2 separate regions of the Mus musculus genome follow, and region 2 is linked to region 1. The links are chromatin contacts, called in public Hi-C maps. All regions are on one chromosome and are shown on one strand. The core of a region is the stretch at or near the end of the contact, and the rest is flanking DNA. Distances in the headings are between cores, read along the strand shown. Region 1 overlaps Fra10ac1 (FRA10AC1 homolog (human)). Region 2 has its middle 9.8 kb from the start of Plce1.

What was found. Hi-C and Micro-C count contacts between places; a contact is called where the count stands out from the background.
Region 2: a contact with region 1 is called in a Hi-C map of liver, with 3 times the contacts expected there. A contact is called at or near these places in 2 of 39 promoter capture datasets (embryonic stem cells and hippocampal neurons) and 1 of 484 Hi-C or Micro-C datasets (liver).

Annotation. Positions count from the first base shown.
Region 1 is chr19:38,188,881-38,192,816 of GRCm38.p6, reverse strand. It overlaps Fra10ac1 (FRA10AC1 homolog (human)), which reads left to right. Exons shown (of 14, transcript NM_001081075.2): 13 at 2,910-2,988. Among named protein-coding and RNA genes, the nearest start is that of Gm52398, 27 kb to the right of the region's middle.
Region 2 is chr19:38,512,475-38,516,410 of GRCm38.p6, reverse strand. It overlaps a transcript of Plce1 not described here. Among named protein-coding and RNA genes, the nearest start is that of Plce1, 9.8 kb to the left of the region's middle.

The DNA.
Region 1 (3,936 bases), core at 422-2,921:
TTCCGTAGTGGGACTCTTTCACCCCTGGCAGATGGTTGTAGTGGTAACTGTTAGTAGTGACTCCCGTCCTCAGGGTATCAAGAAGTTTTACTCATAGAGTGGAAGGAACTCTACAGATCATTTAGTCTATTCCTATAGATTTGATTCTCTGAGGTAATTTGACCACTTTTCCAATGGATACTCTGTCAGAGGGATTTATTTTAAGATGATTTAACTTTTTAAAAGTAAAATTTCATTATCTGGTATTAGAAAATTGATGTGCTGCTGGGCTGGGGCAATAGTCCATTTGGTACAGTGCTTCCGTGAAAGCAAGAGATACTGAATTGAGTTCTCAGAGCCCACTTTAAAAACTGGGACAAGGTCAGCTCAGTGAGTGAAAGCGCTTGCCACCAAACTTGACAGCTTAATCCCTGAACCCACGTGGGAGTGGGATAGAACTGATTTCCATAGCTTCTTGTCTAGCCTCCATACTGTGTCCTGCATGAGCACCCCTGCATGAGCATGCACATATATAAAAATAAGTGTATGATAAATGTCCAGGTATAGTTGCACACATTTTCAATCTTAGGGCTGGGAAGGCAGAGACAGGCAGATCTCTGGGTTTGTGTCAGGCAGCCTCACCTGTTTAGTAAGTTCAGGGCCAGTGAAAGACCCCTTCTGTGGACAGTACCCAAGGAACAACACTAGAAGTTGACCTTTGTCCTTCATGTATACACGCACACACTATACTTATGCATACCACACACAGACAGATAGACTCATACAAAGGAAATTAGTGTAGAAAAGCTGACTTGTGGAAAGTATTCTTAAGAGGGAACAGAGTGAACACCAGAGCTGTTTGCAGTGTAAGATTTTACAATCAACTGCTTGTTTTTAAAGGCCATGTAGGTTCTGTTCTCTGACGGCTGGACAGTAATGCCATATAGAGAACTTCATTAGGCATAATTGGGTTTTCTGTTCTTTCTTATCTCAGCAAGTGGAAGATTTTATTCTTTCTTGTGTTATCAGTTCAAGACACTGGGAACTGTGTTGATGGCTGTCACAGAGCAGGAATCTTCCTCTAAGACTTTATAGTTTCATCATCATGTGTACATAGCTCATTAGACAGCACCCTCCCCCTGCTATTTGTTAAAGTTGGTGCCACAACAGGTTCAGTTAGGATCAAAGTTCAGGCATACACATTGATTCAAAGATCAGAGTCCAGCAGGTAAAAGGCTAGAACCACCGTGGCAAATCAATGCGGCTTTATTTTTGTCCTGTGCTGAACTGAGGGACGTTCTGTACTGGCAAGCCAAATCCGAGTTAAGTCAGAACTCTAGTGGTAACTCTCCAAGGCAATTAGCTCTTATTACGTCATTCTTGAAGTAGCATCTTTTCTTTTAATCCTATGGACGTTGTGTAAGTTAAGGTTTGTAAAGAGCACACTGTGTTAGGATGAGCACATCAAGATGTTCTCTTACATTTGAAAGAGTATTTGTCAAACATTTGGAAAAATAATGCTTATTACTTTAGAAAAACTTATTCTGAGAAGAGGAGGCCTTCTCAGACATTGTTTGGAAGAATGGAAACTCTCTAACCTTTCTTCTGGAGGAAAACCTGACCCTGTAACTGGGTTAGAGCACATGTGGTGGCCAATGATGCTGCTTTTGGAATTTGATATTTTATTTGGAATAGATAAGCTCCTCAGATAAACATGGGCAGAAATGCACACTGTTCACCAAGAAAAACAGCGTGGTGGACTGTGTGCCCGCCCACTGTGGAGCTCTTGCTAGCATGTTTAAGATCCTGGGTTTAATCACCAGACTGCTCCCCACCCACCCTCACCCCCAATAAAAATAAAAATGGGAAATACAGCCTAAATCCCCACCAATCAGAAATTAACGATTGGTTAATCAAATTCCATATAACAGTTTTTGTTTTGTTTTGTTTTGTTTTGTTTGTTTGTTTAAGGTTTTCACAGGGCTAGATAGATGGCTCTGTGGCTAAAGCACATATTGGCCTTGGAGAGGATCCAAGTTCAGTTCTAGCGCCTTCATTGGGAGATCTGACACCTCAGCCCTCTGCAAACACCTGTACATACATATGCATCATTCAAAACAAAGATAAATCCTAGAAAGAAATCTCATTATAAAAGCTTTGACATATTTATACGTATTGTCAAGGAGAACTGTCTCTGCTATCTCAAATCCTTTATAGTTACAGTTATGCACAGTATAATCTTAATTTAAATATATATATATATATATGAATGATACCTTTTTAAAGACCAACCACACTTAAAAAGTGACTGTATTACCTGTGGCCTGGGGTAACTTTTCCTTAGGACTTTAAACATTTCCAAATTGCTTTTATTTTAGACAGTGGCAGTATGTATTACCTATAAAATCAGTAAAGATAATATATTCCTATTTTTAAAATATAACAAAATAGACCTCACATGAATTATCTAAACTCAACTAAAATTTATTCAATATTGGATAAAGTAGTATCAGGCAGACAAACTATTCCATGATGTAATTACATTAGTAAGTGGCTCATCTCCAGTGAAAACCCTTAGCCTACAGGAACTAATCTTGAGTGTAGGTCCTAATACATATATGTTCTTTACAAAATTCTTCATTTCTGTTGTATGGCCAAGGAAATAATTAAACCAGCTGCTATTTTAGTGTAACATGGGGAAGTTGTTCATTAGATATTACTTGCATTCACTTTTTGATGAGGCTCTGGTGTTTTTCATATTGTTTAATTTTTTAAAATTTATGGTATCTTGAGGAATAAGTTAAATTTTGTGGAATCATAGAAGTTGAAGCTAAAATACTGCTAAATTCATGGTTAATTTAATTGCACTGGTAAACGATTCAGAATGCGTTATGTTAAAACAATGACGACATTTCCTTGTCAATGAGCAGGAAACGCTGAGGAGGAAGACAGTGCTTCAGACTCTGAGCTCTGGAAGGGTCCGCTGCCAGAGACAGATGAGAAGTCCCAGTAAGTGCTCATTCGCAGGTGCTCCATCCTGGCCTCAGCTTAGCATCTGTGGGTACTGCCGTTCTTGATAGCAGTTGATGAAAATATTTAATGCCATGGATGTTGATTTAGTGCCAAAGTCTCCCTATCCTGGTAAGGTGCAAGTTTATTACCAGTCATTGTTTGGGGATGCAAGCAGCCAGTATGTGCAGCGTCAGTTCACTTTAACAGGCAGCCCTCTGTTCTTGCCTGGATTCTTTCCGAGACGGCTGCTCAGTCGCATCTTGGACAGCCTGTCCCATGGTGTTAGGATTCTCGTAACCCATTCCAAGGAGCCCCTTGAAGATTTACACAGGTGTAAGGATGCCTTGCCAGCAGCCATCTCAGCCTCCCACCCACAGGTGACCCAGTGCACTTGTTCTCTGCCGCCCTTGACTCCAGAGCCTGAGCTGCTGGCTACTTGAGGCTGGCTGCAAACACTAACGTTATTTAGCACTGGGTACTTCTCACCGTATTTCACAGGTTATACTGAATGTGGCGTCTCCTCAAAGCTCTGCTTTAGATGAAACCTCTATAAACTATAAATAGGTAGCCACTGTTCCCAGACTAATAAAGCACTGTGGCCTGAACAGATGTCCTCACATTCCTGGGAGTAAGACGTGGTTTGTTTTTTAGACATAGTTTCTGTTTCAGGCATTTCTTAAGCAGGTTGTAATTTGAAGTAGTGAACAGAGAAGGTACAAAGTCAACCAGAAAGGCAAAGAGAAGCAATGGTCTTTCACAAAGTACTTCAAAGAAAACTGAGGGGTTTTAAGAGAGGTGAAGTATTCCAGTTTTAATCATTCTGAGCATAGATAGGATTGTTTAGATACTAAGAATTATTTGAATTATGAAAGCCAACTGGTATAAAGAGTGATAGCTAATATACTAGACGAAAATATTTTAATTAGTTTCATATATCACTTAATT
Region 2 (3,936 bases), core at 426-2,925, 320 kb before region 1:
CCACACCAGCTGAAAAGAAGGGGCATAATCCCTGTGTACAGGACAATCTTAAGTCACTACATAGTTATAAACAAAAATGAGAGCCATGGGGCTGGTGAGATGGCTCAGTGGGTAAGAGCACCTGACTGCTCTTCCGAAGGTCCGGAGTTCAAATCCCAGCAACCACATGGTGGCTCACAACCATCTGTAACAAGATCTGACTCCCTCTTCTGGAGTGTCTGAAGACAGCTACAGTGTACTTACATATAATAAATAAATAAATCTTTAAAAAAAAAATGAGAGCCATAAAATATCAAATATTATAGTCTCAACAGCCTAAGCATGGCGGCCATTCCATTCAATAATGCATATAAGGTCTGTGACTATTTGGGTGTATAGCTTGTGATTAAAAACAAAACAAAACAAAACAAAACAAAAAACAAAAAACACAGCTAGGACTGGTGGAAATCAACATGGACTGAAGCCAACAGGGAGGCCCTCTCAGAGCGTGGCTACCCTCATGAGGAAGGCCTGGGTGAAAATAGTTGAGTACAGTGGAGTGCCAGTCATTTCTTTCAGTTGAGATAGAAGGTCCTTGGCTGGCTTTAGTCTGTGTTTATCATGATGCCCTTTCAGATCCTGATCTCAGCAGGGCCAGCAGAACTCCTATGTAAGACAGCACATTTTGGAAACCCAGACATGAAGGGGAGTACAAAGCAGGAAGAACCTGAAACTGCTGCCTTAAGGGTCTTGCATTACATGTCCTGTGCATCTAAATCATGAATTTCCCCAGCAGCCAAGTGGCACCACTTTTCCGGCATAACTACAGGCTCCTGTTGTGAGCAGCTATTAATTAATTGACAGGTAGCAACAACACACCCATTGGCTGAATGTTTCCTCAAGCTAGCCTTCTTACGGGTCATTCTTCAATTACTCTGAGTGTAATTCCAAAGAATTAAAAATACATGTGATGAAAACACAGCCTGGAGGAGATAAACTCAACAGAACTGCCCTTCTCCAGCACACTCTCACGTTACAGTGTCTCAGTAAGGTGATCCCTGTGTCATCAAAAGAAGGTGTGAACTGGCTTCTGCAAACGCTTCTTCATGGTTGTGCCTACTGCACCCTCTTCTGTGGGTGATGCCTAGGCTATACTTCATCATCACACTGAACAAGATATTTTCCAGATTAAATAACTCTTCAGTCTCATGGGAGCTCTTCTACAAAGCCCTGGCAGATGCAAGGCGTTTTAACCCACATAGATCATGTACTACTTGGTCATTTCTAGCCATGTTCTTCAGACCCATAGTCTACTTAACACTAGCACCAGTGAAGGCACTGAGGGGCCCTCTAGCTAACAAGCTAAAAAACTTTGCCCCTGCAGTTCACAGATGCCACCAATGATCTCAAATGCTGGGTGGATGCCCGGGGCCAACAGCTGACTCAAACAGTTGATGTCATTCACATGGCCTGTTTTGAGTAGAGTTAAAAATGCAAATAGAACACCTCGTTAAAACTCAAAAGTACATTTGAGCTGTACCTCATAGTTGAGAGACAACACTATTCAGACTTGTTACGTAACCGGGGAAGAAGAGCAGGCAATGACATTTTATCATTTTGCTTGGGGTTCCTTGTTTGTTCATCTTCAGGCTAATACTTTGGCACTTCTGCTATTTTTCAAGATGGTGTAATCCCAAGGTAAATATACAGAGAACTGTTGACAGAGTCTACAGTCTGAAGCCAGCTAGTTTCTCCAGCCTGTACCACCAGCCCTCAGGTCCTTCCCAAGGCCCCAACGGGGGGGGGGGGGGGGGGGGAGGAGGGAGTTGTGATCTACCAAATTACAGTGCTTGGGTGTGTTGGCTCCCCTCCAAGTTACCTGTGCTGTGACTGGGAAGACTAGGCTCCTGATACAGGAAGTGTGGGGAGTGTGGTTTGCCATTATTTCAAATAGCTACTGTGACTGTACAATGCCAGGAATTTTATTCTTTTAAAGGCAAGCTTTTAAAAAGCTATTATAACACTTTTCACACTAACTTCTTAACCAAAGAAAGAAAGAAAGAAAGAAAGAAAAGAGACTTATACAAGTTATAAAAGTAGCACACATTTACTGCAGAAATTTTGAAAACAAACAACAAAACAAAAACTGTGATTGGTAAAAGATGCCAGCATTAATCCTAATTATATTATATCTCCCTTCTATTCTTTCCTCATAAACAAAAGCATTCTATTCCTAGATATGGTAGTAAATAATGCCATTCCATTCTTTAAAAGAATGCTTTGGAGACATAATCAAATCCATACAAACATCAACAATTTGTTGTTGTCTTTTCACTGTTGCTGCTGCTGCTACTGCTGTTATTGTCTTAAGAGAGGGGTTCTCTGTGTAGCCCTGGCTGTCCTGGAACTCACCCTGTAGACCAGGCTGGCCTCGAACTCAGAGATCCACCTGCCTCTGCCTCCTGAGTGCTGGCATACATGAGCACGGCTTGGCAACAATTTCTCTACCAAATTTATCCGTGCCCTTTGGAAGAGTAGGATATCATGAAATAATCCCACTGCCTTGCCTCCCTAAAGCAATGGCTCACACGTTTTGTGTTTGTAAACATTGCTTCCTTTTTGAAGTCATAATAGGCTCCCACCTTCCTTATGAGCACACTGAACAACCAACAGTTATAATTCATTCATTCACTCACTCATACAATATATTTTGTGTGGGGGGGGGGGTAAGTTTGAGACAGAGTCTTGTCTTGTAGCCCAAGTGGTCCCAAAATAATCCCCTCAAGGGACCCTCCTGCCTCCATGTAAAGTAGCTAAGACTAAAGTCGTACCCAGCTACGTGACTGACTAATAAATATGTTTTAAATAAGATGTGTCAGACTATTTAACAGGAAATGAGTACAAATGTTCCATAAAAGTGCTCTCACGAGGCCTGGGATGATGGCTCAGTTGGTAAAGTTCTTGCTGAGGACAAGAGTTGAATGCCCAGTACTCATATAAAAAGCTGGGTGTGGCACATGCACTCGAAATCCAATCCTGAAGAGGCAGAGATAGGCAGATGGTTGGGACTCACTGGTCAGCTAAGCCCAGGCTAGTTGGTAAGCCCAAGTTCCAGTTATAGACCCAGTCTTTGGGGAAAAAAATAAAAGAGTTGGTCAGTGGCTGTGAATGACACTTGAGGTGGAGTTCTGATCTCCATATACACACGCATACACCTACATGTAAATATATACACACATATATACACTCACTCACAAGTACTCTAATGGTTTAACTGGTATTTATCAAAGACATATTTGTCAGATTTAGATGACATTTCATATTAAATTAGGATGTGAACCCACGTTTGAAGCTGATCTGATCAAGATCAGCCTGTCCAATCTACCAATAGACACGCCCTTCACTCGGAGTGGTCCAGCCCCAATTCCCACAAGCCAGGTCTCGTGACTTTTTCTGTGTCCTGAACATCACTCTGAAGCCCCTCCATTTTCCTTCCTGCCAAGCCACATTCTACGAAGGTTTCTGGCCAGAGTCTATGTGAGCATCTCTCTGAAACTATTACAGGATCCAAACATCTAGAACATTCTCAGACAACTCTGAAGGCCCTTATTCCCCAGTAAGAACTTAGTTTTTAAAAAAGAAAAAAAAAAAAAGAGCCAGCACCTGATTAAGCTCATCGCTTCCCACAGCTCGACAACACACACACACCACTACTAGTCACTTTGTTCTTCTTGCAGGAACCTCTCCACCTGAACCCACCTCTAGAAAGACATTTAAGAAAAACACTCTTTGTGTTCTGTGTACCTAACCTGTCTAGTACAGCGGTCACTAACTCATGTAACTCTTGATTACCTGAAAGGCAGTGGGTGCAACCAAGGAGGCCAGAGAAGGTCCTGACATCTCTCGTGCTGGAGTCACAGGGAGATGTGAGATGCCTGGTACGGACGCTGGGAACTG